Regions from separate parts of the Sus scrofa genome. Here region 2 is linked to region 1. The links are chromatin contacts, called in public promoter capture Hi-C maps. All regions are on one chromosome and are shown on one strand. Each heading gives the region's core, a stretch centred on a gene start, on an enhancer-like site or on the middle of the called end of the contact. The rest is flanking DNA. Distances are from core to core; before and after follow the strand shown. Region 1 overlaps CSAD (cysteine sulfinic acid decarboxylase). Region 2 holds the start of ESPL1 (separin).

Region 1 (4,958 bases), core at 1,121-3,620:
TAAAACCAGACAAAACATCACAAGAAAACTACAAAATATATCTAAGGAGTTCCCATCTTAGCCCAATGGTTATATATATACATATATACATATCTTATAAATAAATACAGACATAAAAATCTACAAAACACTAGCAAACCAAATTTGCAGCAATATATAAAAAGAATTATATGCCATGATAAAGTGGGATTTGTTCCAGGAGTGTAAGCTGGTATAACAATCCAAAAATCAATTAATGTCGGAGTTCCTGTCATGGCTCAGTGGTTAACGAATCTGACTAGGAACCATGAGGTTGCGGGTTCAATCCCTGGCCTTGCTCAGTGGGTTAGGGATCTGGCGTTGCCGTGAACTGTGGTGTAGGTTACAGACTCAGCTTGGATCTGGCATTGCTGTGGCTGTGGCGTAGGCCAGTGGCTATAGCTCGGATTCCACCCCTAGCCTGGGAACCTCCATATGCCGCAGGAGCAGCCTAGAAAAGGCAAAAAGACAAAAAGACAAAAAAATATATATATCAATTAATGTGATACAACCTTACCAACAGAATAAAGGGAAAAAACCCACATCTCAGTGCGGTCTATTGATCATCTCAATAGACACAGAAGACTTTCGACAAAATCCAATACTCCTTCATGGTAAAAACACTTCAAAAACTAAAAATCCCTCAACCGGATAAAGGGCAACTACAAAAACTCCATAGCTACCATCACACTCAAGAGTGACAGACGGGAGGTCCTGTCGTGGCGCAGTGGTTAATGAATCCCACTAGGAACCATGAGGTTGCAGGTTTGGTCCCTGGCCTTGCTCAGTGGGTTGGGGATCCGGCGTTGCGGTGAGCTGTGGTGTAGGCTGCAGATGCGGCTCGGACCCCGCGTTGCTGTGGCTCTGGCGTAGGCTGGTGGCTACAGCTCCGATTCGACCCCTAACCTGGGAATCTCCATGTGCCGCAGAAGCGGCCCTAGAAAAGGCAAAAAGACAAAAAAAAAAAAAAAAAAAAAAAAAAAGAGTGACAGACGGAAAGCGTCTCCCCCAAGATCAGGAACAAGACAAGATGTTTGTTCAGTCTCTGCATTTCTTTTCAACCCTGTGCCGAGGTTCTAGTAGGGCAATGAGGTAAAAAAAATAAGAGGCATCCAGATTGGAAAGAGAAAAGGCAATATTATCTCTGTTTTCAAATTACATGACATTGTATCTAGAAAAGTCTAAGGAATCTACTATATTTAACAATTGTTCAGGAGTTCCCGTTGTGGCTCAGTGGGTTAAGAACCCAACATAGTGTCCTTAAGGATATTGGTTCTATCCCTGGGCCCACTCACGGCAGTAAGGATCTGGCATTGCTGTGAGCTGCAGCAGAGGTCACAGATGCGGCTTGGATCCTGAGTTGCTGTGGCTGTGGTGTAGGCCGGGAGCTGTGGTGGAGGCCGGCAGTTGCAGCTCCAACTCGACTCCTAGCTTGAGAACTTCCATACGCCATGGGTGCAGCCATTAAAAAAAAAAAAAAAAAAATTGTACAGATTGTGCCCAAATGCCCTCTAGGATGGCTGTAGCGGTTTCCAGGTCCCCCAGTTGGTGGTGGGGGGTGGAGGGCCATCCGGGAGCCTCCACACTTCCCACCGCTCCAAGCCCGCACATCTTCCTGCACAGGCCCTCCCAGCTCCCAGAAACCTGCGCTACACTTCGGGTCCCCCACACCCTCCGGGCAGTGCTCCTTGGGACTCCACTCAGTGACTTGGTCCTGCAGCTGCCTCGAGCTCAATCCTGCCCATGGGTCTCGGACTGTAGTGTCCTCGCTCCCCAGCCTCCCCAGGGATCAATGCAGCCCATGGTGGGGGAGGACACAGCTGTGGAGATGGGGGTGGGGAAAGGATGCCTTGAGTAGGGACAGGCCAAAGAATCCTCTAAGAAAGGGACTGGGGCGGGGGTGGGGGGGGGTTGTCCTGCTCCACTGCTCCAGCCCCCTTCACTCACTCACCTCAGCCTCAGCCAGTCTGATCTGCTGCTCCAGATCCTCAGGGATCATTTTCCCTCTGGAAAAGAAAACTGAGTAGGTAGAGAAGTAACAGACTCTCTAGACTAGGCGGCAGAACTGTCGAGAGCAGGGTAATGTGAGCTTAGCAATGCAGAGGCCACAATGTTGATTTTTCCCTAAGAGGGGTAAACAGATCTCAGGGACAGGGCGGAGACTCTAAGCAGGCACTGGTAGGCATGAAGCAGCAATTCTGGGGGAACAGACTAGGGAGAGAAGTCCACTGGGGTGTGGGCCCCAGGCCAGAGCCTCTGGCAGCGGGAGGGCACGCTAAGCCAGGCTGGGTCTGAGCCACGCAGACAGAAGGACCTTCACCTCTCATCTGCCTGGACTATTCGGACACTGTCGGTGCCAAGTCCCAGAAAGGCAGCTCCCTTCTTGATGGAGTAATGACACTGTGGAGGAAGGCAGAGGGCCGGGGGAGGAGTGGAGAGAGACTGGTGAAATACACGAGATCCTGGACACCAGGGCTTCTCCGATGTTCTCGCATCCCCGGTGGGTCTGGTTAAAATGCAGATTCCTATTCAGTAGGTCTGGGCTGGGACCCGAGACTCTGCATTTCTTTTTCTTTTTTTTGGGGGGGTGCATCTTTTTAGGGCCGCATCCACAGCATAGGGAGGTTCCCAGGCTAGGGGTCGAATTGGAGCTATAGCTGGCCTACACCACAGCCACAGCAATGCCAGATCCAAGCCGTGTCTGCGACCTACACTACAGCTCACGGCAACGCCGGATCCTTAACCCACTGGGCAAGGCCAGGGATTGAACCTGTGTCCTCATGGATGCTAGTCAGATTCATTTCTGCTGATTTCTGATGGGAGCTCCAAGAATCTGAATTTCTAACAAGCTCCCAGGTTATACAGACACCGCTGTGAACCATACTCTTAGTAGAAAGCGTTCCTGGCTGCCCCTCCACTACCCCCAGACAGAAGCCAAGGTGAATGGAAGTGTTTCCTCCATCCCCCTGGTTAGAAGGAGGCAGATCTGCCGGGGGGGGGGGGGGGGCAGGCTGGCCTCAGCAGAGGTAGGTCTGGGCAGGCAGAGAACCTGACGGGTCTCAGACTCAGCTGGGTGGAGGTTAGAATTAGGAGCCCCGGGAAGGCTCGTGCCACTTCTCACCTCCTTGGATGTGAAGAGGGCCAGGGGTGGCAGTGCCCGGAGGCCCCTCTGTTTGCAATCCGGGTAGCGCTGATAGCGGGCCAGGTTCATAGCATACATGTTGGAGATGGAGCCACCTGTCACAGGGAAGAGGTGGTAGCGAGAGGGAGGGGCAGTGGGTCAGAACTGGAGTGCGGCTCTCCTGACCTCTCCACCCAGAACTGATCAAAGAAGCAGAGTGATTGGCTCTCAGGCCATGAGTTCTAAGGGCTCGACCAATGGCAAGCCAGCAAGCCAGAAGCGGGATCTGCAGATTCCCTGGACTACCCCTCCTTATCCTGGGCCGATCCCAGGATCCACCCCCACCCCCCATCAGGTCACTGAAGTGCTGATCCCACGGACTGTTGGGCAAACACCAGGATACGGGGGATTGGACAGCTTTTCTCAGGTTTGGCCCGAGCCCAGCTGGAGAAGAAACAAAGAGGACGTGCCCCTCGCTGCCAGCTGAGAGCCAGAGAACAGCGGGAGAGGAGGAACACTTGAAAAGACCAAAGACAGGCACCCCCCCTCCTGGTCACATACCAGGGCAAAAGACCCCATCCCCAGAGCTCCAGCCCACCAGGGCCCGGAGTTTCTTCAGCACCTCTTCTTCCATGAGTACAAACACGGGGGCGATTTCATACGTGTACCTGCCAGGAGAGGGGATAATGAGAACTGGAGGGACTCTTAGAGGAGTGGGGGAGAGAGGGAGCGAGGGGAGGGTCCAAAGAGAGGACTGGGCTGAGGACAAAGAACCAGGGAAGGAGGAGAAACAACGGGAGCCCGGAGGTATAAGAAAGCCTGGAGAAAGGGAGCCCAAAGGGTACGAGGGTGAAGACTCTGCCAGCAGAGATTGGCAGCAAAGAGAGGGGGCAATCCCCATTCTCTCCCCATGCCAGGTGTGCCCCCTGCAGACCCAAGTCCTTTGTGGGGTGGGAGAGGGGGCCCAGGGATGGCTCACTGGCTGGTGTTGAGGCTCTCGGTGACAATGCGCCCAGCTAGGGCATGGGGATCCAACCCTGAGAAGAGCTGGTTGAAGAAACGAGGGTGACCTGGAGAAGCGGGCAGGGGGCTCAGGGTGGAGCTGAGGATGAATCCCAGACACTCCTCCCTCCGGGACCCAGGACCCACAGGTCTTCACGCTGTAGCGGATCACAGCCCGGCACCGCTCTAGGATCTGCTCCTGTGACTCCCCCTCGCTGCGCAGCTCCAAGTCCAGCAGCTGTTTCAGCTCCTCTGGCTCCTTCCACTCGCAGACCTAGAAGGAGCGGGAGATCCTGGGGGCCCTGAGACACCCCACGGACTGGCTGCCCAAACCACGTCTCGACAGACACAAGGCACCACCAACTTGCACTTCCAGCAAGATGGGAATAATTTTCAAAGCAACAGCAGAACATGGGTAAATAAACACCGTCTGACCCAGTGTATAATCCCCGAGGCACAGTGAGACAGTGATGAATTCTAGGGAGAAGCCTGGATAGAGGAGGAATGTTCTGAGCCGGGTTTGATGGGCAGGAGGAGAAGGGAGAAAAGACCCACCTTCTCGGAGGCGCTGGTCCCTTTCCTAATGACCTCATCCACCACGATGCCAAACACATCCTGGAGCAAAGCTTCTGCAGCCGCGGGGTCCCCATCAAGGGAGAGGAGTGGTTTGGAGTCAGCCATCAGGATAAGGTCTGTGAGCAGAGCAGGAGTTATTCTGCACTCAGCCTGTGGACCCCATCTGAACCTAACCAGCCAAGAACCCCAACTCCATGAGGGGCGCAGTCGTGCGGCTCAGCCCCAGCCTTCACGGTGCAGA
Region 2 (4,571 bases), core at 702-3,201, 100 kb after region 1:
AGGAGAGAGTGAGCCTTGATGGTCCTATCCCATTTCACAGATTAAAAATAAACTGAGGGAGTTCCTGCTGTAGCTTAGTGGGTTAAGAACCTGAAAGTGGCCATGAGGATGTGGTCTCTCTCAGTGGGTTAAAGATCCAGCGTTGCGGAGTTCCCGTTGTGGCGCAGTGGTTAACGAATCCGACTAGGAACCATGAGGTTGAGGGTTCGGTCCCTGACCTTGCTCAGTGGGTTAACGATCCGGCGTTGCCGTGAGCTGTGGTGTAGGTTGCAGATGCGGCTCGGATCCCGCGTTGCTGTGGCTCTGGTGTAGGCAGGTGGCTACAGCTCTGATTCAACCCCTAGCCTGGGAACCTCCATATGCCGCAGGAGCGGCTCAAAGAAATAGCAAAAAGACAAAAAAAAAAAAAAAAAAAAAAAAAAAAGATCCAGCGTTGCCACAAGCTGTGCTGTAGGTTTCAGATTCAGCTTTAATCTGGTGTTGCTGCTGCTGTGGTGTAGGCTGGCAGCTACAGCACTGACTCAATCCCTAGCCCAGGAACTTCCATATGCTGCAGGTGTGGATGTAAAAATAAACAAATAAATAAAAACAACATTAGTTTAAAAAAACACATGATCATCTCTCTCTCTCTCTCTTTTTTTTTTTTTTTTTTTTTGGTCTTTTTAGGACTGCACCTGAGGCATATGGAGGTTCCCAGGCTAGGGGTCAAATTGGAGCTGTAGCTGCCAGCCTACACCACAGTCACAGCAATGCTGGGTCCTCAACCCACTAAGCGAGGCCAGGGATTGAACCTCTGTCCTCATGGATACTTGTCAGGTTCATTAACTGCTGAGCCAGGACAGGAACGCCAACACTGAAATTCTTTGTCATTGTTTTTCTGGTTGTTTTAAATAGTCTTCCCTGCTAGAGTTCCAGCTCCTAAAAGAGGCTAAAGATGATGAATGATAATAATAATAGTGAAGGATGAGTTATCCAATGGAGTTCATCAGGAAAAAGTTAATTGGAAGACCCAGAGTTTTGAACTGATTGTTTAGTGGAGGAAGGGAAGAGATGCAGAGCCAACTGATGTGTGTGTTCGGGAAAAGAGTACTCATCCAATATAAGGCATTAAAAACTGTGCAATATTCAAGTGAGTGAGTTTTCCTAATTCTTCCCATCATCACTCACAATCTTCTACCCCACCCCTCTACCCTCTACCCCCAACCAGAAGATCCTCTGCCTCGCTCAAACAATTCAACTGATGAGAGGAGCAAGGCTGGACCGCAGAGAGAGTTGTTAGTCGCCACAGTACTCATGCCAGTACCCCCGGAAAACTGTATTTTAACAGAATTCCTTGAAAGGCTACACCCTTTTTTCTTAGTAACCCAAACCGCAAGTTTCCAAGTAAGTTCTTTTTCTTTTTCTTTTTTTTTCTTTTTTTTTTTGTCTTTTTAGGGCCGCACCCAGGCATACAGAAGTTCCCAGGCTAGGGGTCAAATCTGAGCTGTAGCTGCTGGCCTACGCCACAGCCACATCATTGCCAGACTCCAGCAGTGTCTGCGACCTACACAACAGTTCACTGCAACGCTGGATCCCTAACCCACTGAGCCAGGCCAGGGATGGAACTTGCGTCCTCATGGATGCTAGTCAGATTCCAGATTCGTTTCCCCTGAGCCACCAAGGTAACCCCCCCACTAAGTTCTTTTTGTTGTCTAACCTATTTCTCTCTTCTGGAAATTTAAACTTTTTCCCAGCTCTGAAGATAAAGGGAAAGAGAAGGAGACGGGGGCGCTGGCCTTCACTGAAGGGGCTGGACTTCACCGTAGGGGCAACCAGCAGCTGACCAGAAGGGGGAAAAAAAACGAAAAAAAAAAAGAGAGAGAAAACCCGCGCCCCCAAGAGGCCTTAACTCCCACGGCATTGGGACACCGCCAGCCGGCGTCACGTGACGACGCACCGCGGCGGGTAAACTACAACTCCCAGCGTGCCGCGCGGCCCGCCGGCGTTACGCAGCTCTCGCTGATTGGTCGCTGGGAATATTTGAAAGGAGGGGCTGGCGCGGAAAACGAAGGGTACATTTTGGATCCTTACCGAGTTCTCTGTGTAGTGGGTAAGTCCTGCTTCTGGGAAGGAGGACGGTCTCTGAGACCCGAAGGCCTGAAGGCCTCATGAGCGTGTGTATGCGCTGAGGTGAGTGGGGTCCCAGCGCTGACTTGAGGAAGAGGCCGGGCGTCAGGAGGGTCGGGAGCCCGCCGCAAGTCCTGGTGGGCGCTGAAGAGCTGGGTGGAGGCCTCCGGTGTGGGCCGTAGGTTGGTGGGAAGGGTAGTGAGGCTGGGGACCGGCCAGGAGGAAGGAAGAGAGGAAGCGTCGGTTTATAACGGGAGCCTGGAGTCCTGGCATGGGCTTTTTTTCCGGTAGGATTTCTGAGGGGATTCTTTGCGCCCCCGCCCGCCCCGCCGCCGCCTTCCGAGGCCTTCGAGCCCTTCTCCCGCCCTTCATTTACCTCCTTTACAAATCTTCTCAGCCTTCCTTAATCCGTTTCCTTTCTCCTAGCCCCCTCGGCACCATGAGGAGCTTCAAAGGAGTCAACTTTGGGACTTTGCTAAGCAGTCCAAAGGAGGCTGAAGAGTTGCTGCCTGACTTGAAGGTGGGCGTGCTGGCTGGCTGTGGGTACATACACCTGGCTTCCCAAGCTGCGCTGTTTGTTTTTTAACTGGTTTGAAAAGACGGATGAATAGGAGATCCTCTTCTGAGCAATCCCATTTCTAGTTCCCTTCCCTATTCTTTTTCTCCTTTGGTAGCCCCATTCACATCTTCCTCTTCTCCTAGGAGTTCCTGTCCAAGCTTCCAGTTGGTTCTCCCAGCTGTCGGTCTGATGCGGAGAGGAGACAGACTTGTGATGCTGTCCTGAGGGCTTGCAACCAGCAACTGACTGTCAGGCTGGCTTGCCCTGAGCACCTAGGGAGCCTGCTGGAGCTGGCAGAGCTGGCTTGCGATGGCTACTTGAGGTCTACCCCCCAGCGCCCACCCCTCTATCTGGAACGAATTCTTTTCATCTTTCTGCGAAATGTTGCCGCACAGGGAATCCCAGAGGCCACACTCCGGCTTGCTCAGCCCCTCCATGCCTGCATGGTGCAGTGCTCTCGCCAAGCTGCTCCTCAGGACTATGAAGCTGTGGCTCGGGGTAGCTTTTCTCTGCTTTGGAAGGGGGCAGAAGCCCTGGTGGAGCCGCGAGTGGCGTTCTCAGCTCGGCTGAAGGCCTTGAGCTTTCTAGTACTCTTGGAGGATGAAAGCACCCCTTGCGAAGTTCCCCACTTTGCTTCTCCAACAGCCTGTCGAGTGGTAGCTGCCCATCAGTTATTTGATACCAGTGGACATGGTCTGAATGAAGCAGATGCGGATTTCCTAGATGACCTGCTCTCCAGACATGTGGTCAGAGCCTTGGTGGGTGAGGGAGGGGACTCTCCTGGTCCCCTTTCCTCCCAGAAGGCCCTCTGTCTCTTGGAGCTCACCCTGGAACACTGCCGTCGCTTCTCCTGGAGCCACCACTATGCCAAGGCCACCAGGGCAGTGGAGAAGGCCCATGATTACCTAAAGAACACCAGTCTGGCCCCCAGCCTCCAGCTATGCCAGCTGGCAGTCGAACTGCTGCAGGTTGGAGAGGGAGGACCCCAGGCGGTGGCCAAGCTTCTGATCAAGGCATCAGCTGTCCTAAAGAACTGTATGGAGGCACCGTCACCCCCGCTGCGAGCATTGTGTGACAGCTGCCAGTTCTTCCTCTCAGCCTTGGAGCGAGGCACGAAGAGGTGCTATGGACCTGATGCTGTACTCAGCCTCTTTGCTTTTCTTGGAAGCTACTGTTCCCTCATCCGGCAGCTGCAGGATGGTGTGAGTTAAGGACCAGGAGGTAGGGTGGGAAGGTGGCTCTGTGGACTTTCTGTCAGGCTCTGATCTTTGATAAGATCTGGGAGCCCAGCTCCCGCCTCCGTAAGCTGCTGTCTGGACTCTACCTGGCCAGCCAGCCAGCAGCCTAGTACATGCTGAGAGCACAGTGGCCCTTCCTGACGTCCTCCTTCCTAGGCTGTTATCCACTATCCAGGACTCTGAGCCCAGAGCTCCCTGTCCCTCAAACCAACCCTCCCCTTCCTTCCTCAGGTCTGTGGGGACTCCTCCAAGCAGCAGCAGGCTTTGGTTCAGATGCACTTTCAGGGACTTCACCTCTACACCGTGGTGGTCTATGACTTTGCCCAAGGCTGTCAGGTACCATCTGGAATCAAAAAAACCTGTTCAGGTCCTAGGGTCTGGAGTTGCTTGACTGCCCCGGGTAGAGCTTCAGGGTTGCATTGGCTTTGGGCATGGGGTGGGGTGGACATCGCCTTGGACCTGGTATGTCTCCTCTCACTTTTCTTGTCCCTTCAGGTAGCTGACATGTCTGACTTGGCCCAGCTAGTGGAAAGTTGCAGATCTGCTGTTGTCTGGATGCTGGAGGCCTTAAAGAGCCTGTCAGGCCAAGAGCTGACCGACTACCTGGGGATGACTGGTTAGTGCCCTGGGGCTCAGATAGAGGGTTCTTGGGAGGGTCATCCCTTCTT

What was found. Promoter capture Hi-C pulls out the DNA fragments that hold promoters and counts their contacts.
Region 2: a promoter capture Hi-C map of liver shows a contact between it and region 1, with 2.6 times the contacts expected there. The contact joins the promoter of ESPL1 here to the enhancer-like site in region 1. A contact is called at or near these places in 1 of 5 promoter capture datasets (liver), 8 of 47 Hi-C or Micro-C datasets (blood, embryonic fibroblasts, liver and 4 more) and 1 of 2 datasets of contacts at active chromatin or transcription factors (alveolar macrophages).

What each region holds. Positions count from the first base shown.
Region 1 is chr5:18,384,626-18,389,583 of Sscrofa11.1, forward strand. It overlaps CSAD (cysteine sulfinic acid decarboxylase), which reads right to left. Exons shown (of 17, transcript XM_021091702.1): 4 at 4,697-4,833; 5 at 4,289-4,415; 6 at 4,119-4,209; 7 at 3,701-3,807; 8 at 3,140-3,255; 9 at 2,339-2,418; 10 at 1,970-2,024. Among named protein-coding and RNA genes, the nearest start is that of ZNF740, 22 kb to the right of the region's middle. Within about 2 kb of position 2,371, at least 5 of the 83 cell types and tissues checked have an H3K27ac peak or open chromatin away from gene starts, as enhancers often do. A contact at or near this core is called in liver, where this site is marked.
Region 2 is chr5:18,485,018-18,489,588 of Sscrofa11.1, forward strand. ESPL1 (separin) reads left to right here and starts at 1,952. Exons shown (of 32, transcript XM_013986230.2): 1 at 1,952-2,169; 2 at 2,533-2,626; 3 at 2,809-3,867; 4 at 4,135-4,239; 5 at 4,399-4,519. The coding sequence starts at 2,546.